Linked DNA regions of Mus musculus: region 2 is linked to region 1. The links are chromatin contacts, called in public HiChIP or PLAC-seq maps. All regions are on one chromosome and are shown on one strand. Each heading gives the region's core, a stretch centred on a gene start, on an enhancer-like site or on the middle of the called end of the contact. The rest is flanking DNA. Distances are from core to core; before and after follow the strand shown.

The links. HiChIP or PLAC-seq counts read pairs in DNA pulled down with a chosen protein or histone mark.
Region 2: a contact with region 1 is called in a FOXA1 HiChIP or PLAC-seq map of pancreatic cancer cells. The contact joins two enhancer-like sites. A contact is called at or near these places in 1 of 115 datasets of contacts at active chromatin or transcription factors (pancreatic cancer cells) and 1 of 9 other capture datasets (pancreatic islet).

The regions. Positions count from the first base shown.
Region 1 is chr4:155,569,452-155,575,549 of GRCm38.p6, reverse strand. The region is part of intron 1 of Nadk (NAD kinase); the gene reads right to left. Among named protein-coding and RNA genes, the nearest start is that of Nadk, 8.7 kb to the right of the region's middle. Within about 2 kb of position 3,924, at least 90 of the 459 cell types and tissues checked have an H3K27ac peak or open chromatin away from gene starts, as enhancers often do. A contact at or near this core is called in pancreatic cancer cells, where this site is marked.
Region 2 is chr4:156,091,704-156,097,836 of GRCm38.p6, reverse strand. No RefSeq gene overlaps it. Among named protein-coding and RNA genes, the nearest start is that of 9430015G10Rik, 15 kb to the left of the region's middle. Within about 2 kb of position 4,831, at least 17 of the 459 cell types and tissues checked have an H3K27ac peak or open chromatin away from gene starts, as enhancers often do. A contact at or near this core is called in pancreatic cancer cells, where this site is marked.

The DNA of each region.
Region 1 (6,098 bases), core at 2,675-5,174:
CTGAGTTTGAAGTTAGCCTGGTCTATAGAGGGAATTCCAGGACAGCCAGAACTACAAAATAGAAACCCTGTCTCCATAAAAAACAAACAAGCAAGCAAGCAAGCAAACAAGACCAGCAGAGACAAAGAGAGCTCTGAGAATTCCAGTTTAGACAGGGCTACATTTTATCTGTCTCAAAAACAAACAAATCAAAAAACAAAGAGAAAAAGAAGAAACACAAAAAGAAGCAGAGTCTTGTAGAGAAATTATAATAAACTAGTTTCAGATAAGGATCTGAAAGAACTGTGCCCTGGTTTCTTTCCCGATGCCTGAGATATGACACTGACCAAAAGCAACTTGAGAGGCACAGATTGACTTGGCTCACACCCACGTCACAGTCCATCCCTGAGGGAAGTCATGGCAGGAACCCGCAGAAACCAAGGAGGAAGCCTGCCCACGGGCTTGCTCTAGCGCTCAGCCAGCTTCCTTAGATAACCACCGTGGAACACCTGCCTAGTTACGGTGCCACCCACAACGGGCTGACCCCGCAGCCCCCATCGATAATCAGGAGAATCCTTCACACGTCCATAGACCAAGCTGATGAGTCCTTTGAGACTAGGCTGTGACAAGGTAATGCTAACTAGGACACACTGATAACGGTTTATGGGGGCGCGGGGTTGTTTTTGAGATGGGTCTCCTTCAGTCCCAGCTGACCTCACACCTTACTATGTTGATAAGAGCGACCCTGCGGATTTTCCTGGGAACTGGGATTACAGGTGCTCCCCCCATGCTGTGCCGCACTGAGAACCTCATCAAGGCGACTTTTAAAAATGCCTTTTAAAGATTTATTTTACAAAAATAAAATAAAATAAATAAAGCCATGTGTGGTGGTACACGCCTTTAATCCCAGCACTTGGGAGGCAGAGGCAGGTGGATTTCTGAGTTCGAGGCCAGCCTGGTCTACAGAGTGAGTTCCAGGACAGCCTGGGCTGCACCCTGTCTCGAAAAACCAAAAAAAAAAAAAAAAAAAAATTTATTTTAGGTGTATGTGTCTTACCTATATGTATGTGCACCATGTGTGTACCTAGTATTAGCCACCTATCTGTGGATCCTCTTAGTACTTCTCACCCTTCTCCCTACCATCCAGGGGCTGGGCTTCTCTTTCCTTCTCTCAGCTTCTGATTCCTACATACGAGCCATTTTGGTTACATGGCCTCTTGGTCCTCTTGCCACCCCCCTCCCTTTTTTTTTCTTTCACCTCAGTCACTCCCTAGCCTTCTTATGGCCGGGTCTGTCCTGCTGGCTATATTCGGTCTGGACCCTCCCAGATGCCTCTGTGGCTGTTATCTCCCTTATATCTACAATAAAATCTTCTCAACCACACTTTGTCAAGGTCATGTCCTCATTTTCACTCAACATTGCAGCTCAGGCTGTTCCCTCACCTTCAGTGACCCTGCCGCTTCTGGGTCCAAAAGCTGGAATCGAAAGTGTAAGGTGATTCCCGCCTGCTCTCCTACTACCGCCCGGATAGGGTTTTCTATGTAACAGCCATAGCTGTCCTGGACACTCTCTCTCTCTCTCTGTAGACCAGTATGGCCTTGAACTCACCCGCCTCTGCTGTGAGTTAATCCCTCAAGTGCTGGCATTAAAGGTGTGTGCTACAGGGCCGGGACTTTATTGAAAGCGGGCCTGGGAGGTGAATGTGTGCAGGTGCCAGCTGAAGCCAGAAGGCCTTGGATTCCCTAGAGCTGTAGGTAGTCACAGGTGACTATAAGCTGCCTGGTATGGGTGCTGAGAACCAAATTCTGGTCCTCTACAAGAGCAGCATTTGCTCTTAACTGCTAAGGGCCTTCTCTAGCCCCAAGGGGACTGGAAAGAACCTTCAGAGAGCATGGCATGGTGTTGCATAGTTGGAATCTCAGCCTAGGAGGCTAAGGCAGGACAGGGGATCATAAATTCAAGGCCAGCCTGCTTTACATGGGAGACTGTAAAAATGAAACCTCCAGAAAGAACTGTGGTGGAAGGAAACAGGGTCATGATTTCAGGCCCAGAGCCTTGGTGTGGTCAACGACAACCCCAGACTTCAGGAAGCCTGCAATGGGGCAAAACAACAAAAACAAAAACACAAAACAAGGGTTGGGAAGATCTGTCAGCAGCACTCAGCACTGGCTGCTCTTCCAGAGGACCAGAGTTCATTCCCAGCACCCACAGGGCAGCTCACAGCTGTCCGCATCTCCTGTTCCAGGGGAGCTGACACCTCACACAGACACACAGGCAGAGCACCAATGGCCATAAAATCAAAATAGGAAATCAAAAATCAGGGTGTGTGTGTGTGTGTGTGTGTGTGTGTGTAGAATAGTGAGACTAGCTCAGCAGGTGATGGTGTCCATCACCAAGGCTGACAATCTTGGGTTCAGTCTCTGGAATCTAAGAAAACTGACTACTGAAAGCCCTCCTGCACCCATCTCTCTCTCTCTCTCTCTCTCTCTCTCTCTCTCTCTCTCTCTCTCTCTCACACACACACACACACACACCATCACTACCACCATGCTTTCCTGCTGAGGACCACTGGGATAAAAATGTCCCCAATAGCTAGTGGCCTGGATGGAGAGTGCTACAAGCAGGCAGGCACTCAACATAACCCATTCTCTTTTTTTTGGGGGGGGGGGGGGCGGGGGGCGGGGGTTTAAGATTTATTTTATGTATTATGAGTACATTGCAGCTGTCTTCAGACACACCAGAAGAGAGCGTCAGATCTCATTATGGATGGTTGTGAGCCACCATGTGGTTTCTGGGACTTGAACTCAGGACCTTTAGAAGAGCAGTCAGTGCTCTTAACCGCTGAGCCATCTCTCCAGCCCATAACCCATGCTTAATAAGGAAGTCACAGTACAGTAAATAAAGAACAGATAATGTAAAAAACCGAACATTTTCCATGGAAGAAGAGAAGCAGCTGGACCTGGTGGCACCTTTAAGCCAGCACCAGGGAGCACCAGCGAGCACCAGGGAGCACCAGCGAGCTACAGGTAGGAGGATCTCTGAGTTAGAGACCAACCTGGTCTACACAGAGAAACCCTGTCTTGAAAAAAAAAAAAAGGAATTTAAGTATAAATCCCAGATAAACTAGTGCTGTGGTCTAAATGCTCCCCCCCCAGCAGTAATGGGGACTGAACCCCATTGGACCAGGCACTCTACTGTTGGGGGCACAGCACAAAGGTCCTTGCACCCACAGGTCTCCAGAGAAACCTGTGTTATGCACACAGGATTCTCTTTCCAATGGGAAAGATGAAAAACCTGTTGTCAGAGAGCTGAGAACTGGACGTGATTAGCAGCTGGAGATCTGTACTATCCGTTGGGCCAGGACATACCAAGCTCCTACAAGCAGGACTTGAGGTGGCTAAATGACCTCTCCACTGTTCATATGGCTGAGACCAGGCCAGACGCTTAGGCCCTTAAGCTAGTGCAGGTACTGCATCTCAAGACCCCATGTTCTCTGAAGGAATGACAAGATCCTGAGCGGAGTTTTGATGTAATTACGCTTCCTTTTGCACCAGGATTGTATTACACCAGGAAAATTTTTCCAAATTATACTGGGTTTAAATAACATCAGGGAATAACCTGCCTGTTGTTACACTCCCTGGAATCTGATCCAAGATGACAAGTCAGTCTGCCCCAAGTTTTCATTCTTACCTTTTCACGAGGGATTAGTGCACACCAGCAGGGGCCCTCTCCACCAGTGAGCTATACCCACACCACAACTGATCTTCTTTATTGAGACAATCTCTGTTACCTACACAGCACCTTGAACTTGTGATCTTCCTGCCTCAGCCTCTAAGGTAGCTAGGATAACAGGCCGACACCACCAGCCCCAGTGACATGCTTGATGCTATCATGAACCCTTAATTACCACTGTGGCTGTATTTGGAGAAGGGCTTCTGAGGAAATGAGTCACAGGGTGGGGCCCTGATGTTCATTAGTGCCTCCCCCCAACACACAGGGTTTCTCTGGGTAGCCCTGGCTGTCCTGGAACTTGCTCTGGGGAGGAGGTTGGCTCTGCCCACTCCCTGGTTCATTAATGCCTTTAAAAGCAGTGTCCCTCCACTTTCAGACCCGACCAACATGAGCAACACAAGAGTGCTGGGGAAGAGCTCTCCACAGAGAGCTGGACTTCAGCCTCCAGGACTGTGAGAACATGAATCTACTTTGAACCAACCAGTCTGTGATGCTTTGTTACAGTAGCCCAGACAACTAAGACCTGTGACCTTGGTCAACCCTATGGAGCCCATGCTAAGGTCAAAGGTGAGAGAATAGATTGGTTCTTACCCTGGCTATATTTTACAATCACCAGAAGAACTTTATCTTTTTTTTTTTTTTTTTTTTTTTTTTTTTTGTAATGTATGTGAGTACACTGTAGCTGTCTTCAGACACACCAGAAGAAGAGGGCATCAGATACCATTACAGATGGTTGTGAGCCACCATGTGGTTGCTGGGAATTGAACTGAGGATCTCTGGAAGAGCAGTCAGTGCTCTTAACCGCTGAGCCATCTCTCCAGCTCCCTATTTTTTTTAAAAAGACAGTTTCTGTGTCCTACCTATTGAAATCAGGTAAGTCAGAATAAGGACTGAGCGGCAGAGGCAGGAGACAGCCACTGAAAAGCTAAGGCCAGCTAGGTCTATGCAGCAAAGAAACAAAACATCTGGGCCTGGTGGCACAGGCCTGCACTCCTAGCTACTTGAGAGGCAGAGGTAGGGCAATGACAAGTTCGAGGCTTGCTTTGGCAACTTAACAAAACGCTGTCTCCAAGTATAAAAAGGCTGAGATATAGCCCAGCAGTAGAGTGCTTACCTAGCACAAGGCAAACTGCTCAATTCCAGTATCAAGCAACAGAAAAGATGATCCAGAAATAGACATCAACCACGGTTTGTGTGTGTTGTGAGCGAACAGCTATCCCTCTAAGACACACCCTAGCCAAGCCTAAAAGGTCTTGACAAAGGTGCTGTAGTGATTCAATAAAAAAAGAACCTTCGCCGGGCACCGGGCGTGTGGCGCACACCTTTGATCCCAGCACTCCGGAGGCAGAGGCGGGCGGATTTCTGAGTTCAAGGCCAGCCTGGTCTACAGAGTGAGTTCCAAGACAGTCAGGGCTACACAGAAAAACCCTGTCTCGAAAAAACCAAACCAAACCAAAACAAAACCTTCAAGTAGTGTTAAGCAGATGGGTAGCCAGTTGAAAAGACTGAAAACTGAACTATGTCCTCTTATCACTTACAAATATTAATCCAAAACAGACTACAGGCTCAAACTGCCTTTTAGAAGCATGAGAAAAAAACTGATCATGATGGCCTTGGCCTTTAAAATCTTTTCCTGTGTGTGTTGTTAGGGTATAAACCTAGGCCTCTATGCTTGCTACATAAGTACTTACTACTGAGCTATACTCCCAACTCATTATGTGTGTTCACTTTTTCCTTTTTTGGTTTTCACAACAGGCTTTCTGTAAGGCTCTGGCTGCCCTTGAACCCCAAGATCCGACTGGCTTGCCTCTAGCGCACTGGCACTAAAGGCACGCACCACCAAGGCCTTGCTTTTCTGTTAAATACAGGGTGGCTCCCTGTAATCCAGTCTCTGACCTTGTGATCCTCTTGTTCCTGCCTCCCGAGTAACTAGGACTACAGGCCTATGCGGCCATGTTCATTCTAATTTTTGTATGACGCAGATAAGGAAATGAAAATATGGGCTGGAGAGTTGGCTCAGTGGTTAAGAGCACTGACTGCTCTTCCAGAGGTCCTGAGTTCAATCCCAGCAACCACATGGTGGCTCACATCTGTAATGGGATCTGATGCCCTCTCTGGTGTGTCTGAAGAGAGCAATAGTTTATTTATTTATTTATTTATTTTTTATTCGAGACAGGGTTTCTCTGTGTAGCCCTGGCTGTCCTCGAACCCAGAAATCTGCCTGAATCTGCCTTCCAAGTGCTGGGATTAAAGGCGGGTGCCACCCCCCACCCCCGTTTATAAATAAATCTTTAAACAAACCAAACCAAACAAAAATTACCAAATAAAGAGTTGAACTTTAAAAAAAAGAAAGAAAATGAAAATATATGCATATATTAGCAGATTTT
Region 2 (6,133 bases), core at 3,582-6,081, 520 kb before region 1:
GCTGCACAAGTTGGATAATCAGCACAGGTCTGGGAGGGAAGGGTTTGGGGGTGTTGTATGAAAGGAGATGACAGGCTAATGGCCACTCTTTGGGCTGTATGTCTGACTCCACGAATCCTGATAGCTCTCAATGTCAGTCAAAATAATTATCGTGACTAAAAACTCAGAGCTAGAGGAGTTTGGCCATAAATAGAAATCCCAGCTCCCGTTAGAGGTGGCATTGTTGTTGTCAGCAAGGCTCAGCTGCTGCTGGATGGCCTCACTCTCACTGCAGGTTGAGAGGGTTGCTCTGACTCGGCTGGTTAGGGGAAGGACACTTCCCAATTGGCATCATGCTCACCAAGCATTTGCTATGGGGCCTATGCAGGACCTATCTTCCTTTTTGGCATCAAATGGGCTTTGTATCACAGTTAGGGATTCTAACTCAGGTGCTTCAGGTCCACGGGGCAGAGGTTAGAGTTTCTGGGAACAATGGATTTCTGAGCTGCCTGCAAGTGACGTCCCTTTTCCAGCAGCTTTCCCCCAAGACTAGGTCAACACGGCCAGTTACATTGGTGCTTGAATTCTACCACCAAGGCTTCTATTTACGGCCAAGCTCCTCTAGCTCTGAGGTTCTAGCCATGATGATTGCTTTGACTGGCAACTAAGGAAGAAAGGGCAGAGTATAAGCCCTTTCCAGGAGGTTTGAAGATTCTGAACACTGACCCCTGCCCTCTACAACCAAAGAACATGGAGGTGGCCAGAGGGTTGGTGCCAAGGCCACCTCAACCCCTGGGCTAAGTTAGCTTTGGAGGAAAAGCAAGAAAGTGATCCTGTCATCATCTCTTCTTCCTGACGGTCCCATCCAGGAAAAGCTTACAAAAATAGCCCCTACAGTTTCAAATCATGACTTCCTGGTGTCCCCAAACCTCACCAGCCACTCAGAGTACAGCCTCCAGATGCATAGAACCTCACTTACCTCTAACTTCTTCTTGTTGATGAAACACATTGCTGAGTGTGTTGGTTCATGTCTGTAATCTAGCTCTTGGGAGGCAGAGACAGGATCTGTAGTTCAAGATCACCATTTACACAGAGAAGTCTACACAAGAGATCCTGTCCCAAAAAAACAAAAACAAGGCATAGTGGTGCACGCCTTTAATCCTAGCACTCTGGAGGCAGAGGCGGGGGGATTTCTGTGAGTTCCAGGACAGCCAAGGCTAGAGAAACCTTATCCTGAAAAACCAAAAACCAAACTAAACCAAGCCAAAATTCTACAATGTTCAAAGGAGGTGAACTTTTTTTTTTTCTAGTGCCTGGAGGGCTTTTCTGAGATCACAAGGTGCTGCTCTGCCCTCAAGAACTCAAGTCAAAACACTTTATGTACCACCAGCATTTATTATGCCCTGACCACAGGACTGAATGTTCAGTTCTGTTTTTTTTTTTTTCTGTGCCCTATGCAGACTCATTTCATCACTAAGTGTCACTCTGAAATGTAGCGATGGCTTATATTTGCTGTAATAAAAGTAAGAGATGTCACTGGGCTTTGGTGATAAGAAGATATGATTTAAATCAAATAATCCATAAACAAATGAATGAAAAACTTGAGCTATTTTTATGGAAACTAAGTGAAATTATTTGAAAAGACCAGGTGAAAGTCAGATGTGGTGGCTTGTGCCTTTAATCCCAGCACTCAAGAGGCAGAGGGTGATGGATCTCTGTGAGTTTGAGGCCAGCCTAGGCTACATAATGAGTTCCAGGACAGCTAGGGCTATGTAGATAAACTGTCTCAAAAGAAGAAAGAAAGGAAAGAAGGAAAGAAGGAAGGAAGGAAGGAAGGAAGGAAGGAAGGAAGAAAAAGAAAGAAAGAAAGAAAGAAAGAAAGAAAGAAAGAAAGAAAGAAAGAAAGAAAGAAAAGAGAGAGAAAGAGAAAGGAAGAAAGAAAGAAAGAAAAAAAGAAAGAAAGAAAGAAAGAAAAAGAAAGAGAAGGAGAGGAAGGAAGGAAGGAAAGAAGGAAGGAACGAAGGAACAAAGGAACGAAGGAACGAAGGAAGGAAGGTGATGAAGACAACATGTGACACTATTTGAAGTAGGTCTCTGTCAGCTCTCAAGGCCCCTTAACAGGCGGGTATATACTGTGTATTTCTATACTTAAGTTAAAACAAAATGGGGGTCTTTTCAAAACTTCTCTGACTTTATACTGTCAACCACACAATTGCTAGTCCATCAGCAAACACAGACAAGCCCACAAGTAGGATGACTGGCTTCCAGGACAAAAGCCAAAGCAAGCAAAGCTACTGAGCCAGGATCCTGAATCCAGGACAGCTAAGTGTGGCAACACCCCTGGACCCTCCCTCCCCATGCTCCCACTTTACCCAGTGCCTCCCTGAATATACTTGATGGCTTGCTTTTGGACAATACAAAGGCGACAAGCAGCACACTCAAGATTGGATGATAGGGAGCCTGTAGCTTCATCTTGAGTTCCCTGTGTGTGTGTGTGTGTGTGTGTGTATGTGTGTGTGTGTGTGTGTGTGTGTGTGTGTGTGTGTGTGTGTGTTTTACTGGAGATTGTCTGACGATCTCAGGCAAGCTAGGTAATCATTCTACCACTAAGGAATATCTCTACCTTACTGTTTTGGTTTTGGTTTTGGTTTTGGTTTTTTTTTGAGACAGGGTGTCTCTGTGTAGCCCTGGCTGTCCTGGAACTCACTCTGTAGACCAGGCTGGCCTCGAACTCAGAAATTTGCCTGCTTCTGGCTCCCAAGTGCTGGGATTAAAGACGTGCACCATCACTGCCTGGCAGACTGTTTCATTTTAAATTACATTGATTGATTGATTGATTGATTGATTGATTAGCTGACTGATTGATTGTGTATATATACATATATGTGCACCAGCATGGCTCATTAATAGAGGAAAACCTACAGGAGCTGGTTTCCTCCTTACACCATGTAACTCTTGAGATTTGAACTCAGGTCATTGGTTTTGGTGTGGTAAGCATCTTTACCCCTCTAAGCCATCTCACCATCTCTCCACTCTGTTTTTGCCTTCTACATTTATAGACCTTAAATATTCAATTTTCCTGAAGTAGTTGGGATTGCAGGCTAGTACCACCAGGCCTGACTTTCTTGGATACTCCTACTAGAAAGGCTTGCTCTGAACAGCCAGCTCTTGCAGGTAGCCCAGCAGAGAGGTCAATGGAGTCAGATGTGGTGGTCATGTCTATAATCCCAATACTTGGGACATGGAAGAAGGAAGATCAGGAGCTCAAGTCCAGCCTTAGCTACAAAGCAAGTTCCAGATCAACCTGGCCTACATAATATTCTGTCTAAAAACAGAAACAAAACATAAAGAACTCCATGAAAGGAACTCGTATGAAGACCTACGGGTCATTGCAACCCTGCTCCAATATAGTTTAGCCTCCAGTTACATTGGCCCCACTTGCTCCTAAACTACAGAGCAGAAATGATAAATGTATGTTCACAGTCACTAGGTTTAGACGTCCTTGTTACATGGCAGTGGGTAACTGATGAAGGACGCCATGTGAATTCAGGGTAGAGTAACTGATGTGGCCCCTGTTCCCCAACCTTCCCCCTGGTTTACGTTAGTGATCTCTGATGTTTATGATGGCCTCCCATGTACCCCGCAGTTCTCAAATTTCTCTTGTCCTTTATCTTTCCTTTGGGAACTCACAGCCCTGGGCTCTGTGTCCTGGCAGATTGGTTCTGCCTTCTGGAGTCTTCGTGCCAGAAACACAAGCTACTTTGAAGACAAGTAAGAGACTTAGGCCGGCTTTCCACCATGTTTCCTCACTCCTGGACCTCTGTGGTGCTGCCACAGAACTCTCCGACTTTAGGCCCATTTAATACTCAACCCTGAGCACTGAGTCCCACCCTGTGCAAATATTTATTTGGCAAATAATGGCTCACCAGGATGAAGGCCACAGCCATAGGAGCACAGGAATAAACTAGTGTCAAGCTGGACCAGGAAGAGTTTTGTATGAGAAGAAGGAAGGAGAGGAGGGCAAGTGTGGGTCTGAGATCTCTCAGCCAGAGGGAGCGAAGATGGGGCTCAACGTTGTAGACATACAAAGCAAAGATGTCCCGTCTGGCAGGAAATAGGAGTCAGGAGCCTTAAGTCACACTCCTGTACAAAGGACATGGGGAACCCTGGGTACTAAAGGTTTGGCTGGTGGCTTCTGCCAGCACAGCATAGATCCTGATGTCCCTTTCATCTACCAGTCTGGTCTCTGTGTTCTGATGTGGCGATAATGGAAAGAAAGCATTAAGGAGCTCAGAATGCTACTGTCAGTGCATCAGGACTATGTTCTGGAAAGATGCCTGAGGGTAGCTTACAAGAGGTTATAGGGAGCCTTGGTCCAGAATTACCAGGCACCAGAAGTTCTTTAACACTGTAGTAACTGTAGGAGCATAGTATGCCTGCTCCCTTAAGAAGTGGATCCTATGGCCAGGCATGGTATTGATATGTATGCAATCCCAACACTCGGAAGACAGTAGCAAAAGGATTGATACAAGTTCAAATCCAGCCTGGTTTACATAGGGAGTTCCAGGCCAGATAGAGATACACTGTGAGAGCCTGTTTCAATCTCCCATCCCTCCTACCCCGCCCCCACCCTCCACCAAAAGGAGACCCTAGAATCCTGAATACTGTGAAATGTGATGTGGTTACCTCAGACTTTACTAATAACTCTGCTTGCAGGACATCAAGGATCTGCAGCAATCAAAACATGTCCTTAAAGTGTGCTCAAGTCAGGAAGGGGACTGCACCTGATCACATCTGAACTCTCCTTCTTTGAACCCAGAGGAGTGACCAGTAGAACTAGGTCACTCTGTGCAGTGCCTGTTAGACACTCTAGAGCTGCCTGGTTGGTTAATGCTCAGCTTTGGCGTGAGCCTGGATTTAATAAGTCAGTGTCCCTTCTCCCTTGCATTTTCCCAGGCAAGAAGTCAGCCAAGCCTGAGACTGAAAATATCCTTAGTTGACACTCTAACCTTGAGCCTACCCTTTGAAGGTCTGGAGTTATTCTGGAAAGCATAGTTTGGTAGAGCACTGGGGACTACTGGAGTGTGCAGCCTGGGTTTTCCACTGAAACCAGCTCCAATCTGACCCAAGCCCTTCCCAGAGTCAGAAGGAAGCACCTCCAGGTAGGGAGGGGCCTGTTTCCAGTGATGGCCTCTTCCTGATAGAGAAAAATCCCCAATTCACCGGTGCTAACGGGCAGTACATTAGCAGCTACATAGCAAGAATCTAGCCACAGGCACTACTAGCTTCCTAAGCGCAAGAAGGCTCCAAACCCCTACTGTCCTTTTTCAGACTGTGGGAGTGCAGAAAACAGGCTGTCTCCATGTAAAGTTTGAACAACAATAGAATCCATCTGGTAGAGTGGTGCTGTGCGACTAATCCAACCCTTTACTATCTTGTGTTTGGAGAGAGCAGCAGCCCCTTCAGGTTGGTTTCTCAGAACCGAACAGCACAAACCTCAAGGGTTGCTCTTTACTGGACGTGGGGCGTACACTACTGCTTGTAAATCAGAGTGAATCACCACAGATGTGAAGGTATGACCATCACCTGAATGCTGGGCTATGATCTTGTCCTTGGATTTCTGACTTGGAAATGGAATGAGGCGTTTTACCCAGCAGCTAACATAAGCAAATTTGTGATGGAGATGTAGCACCACTACAAAACTCACAGGTTAAACAGTCTGATACACATGAAATAGTACAGTGGGAGAATTTGCCTGTCTTGGATTTGAAGAAAAGAAGGGATTGTTTAGCCATATATTTATTTCTGTCAATGCACAGTACAAAGTTTGTAGGGAATGCACTAAAATGTATCCCTTCCATTCTGGGGAGAATATAAGCCCTGTAGGTTTTGGACCTTGAATCCTTCTCCATCCTGTGTCAATCTACTCTTTGTGTTTGTGACTGGCTTAGTTAGGGTTTTGTTTTTTTTTTTCAAGACAGGGTTTCTCTGTGTAGCCCTGGCTGTCCTGGAACTCACTTTGTATACCAAGCTGGCCTCGAACTCAGAAATCTACCTGCCTCTGCCTCCCGAGTGCTGGGATTAAAGGTATGCGCCACCACGCCCGGCTTTTAGTTAGGGTTTTAGTGCTGTGAACAGGCACCATGGCCAAGGA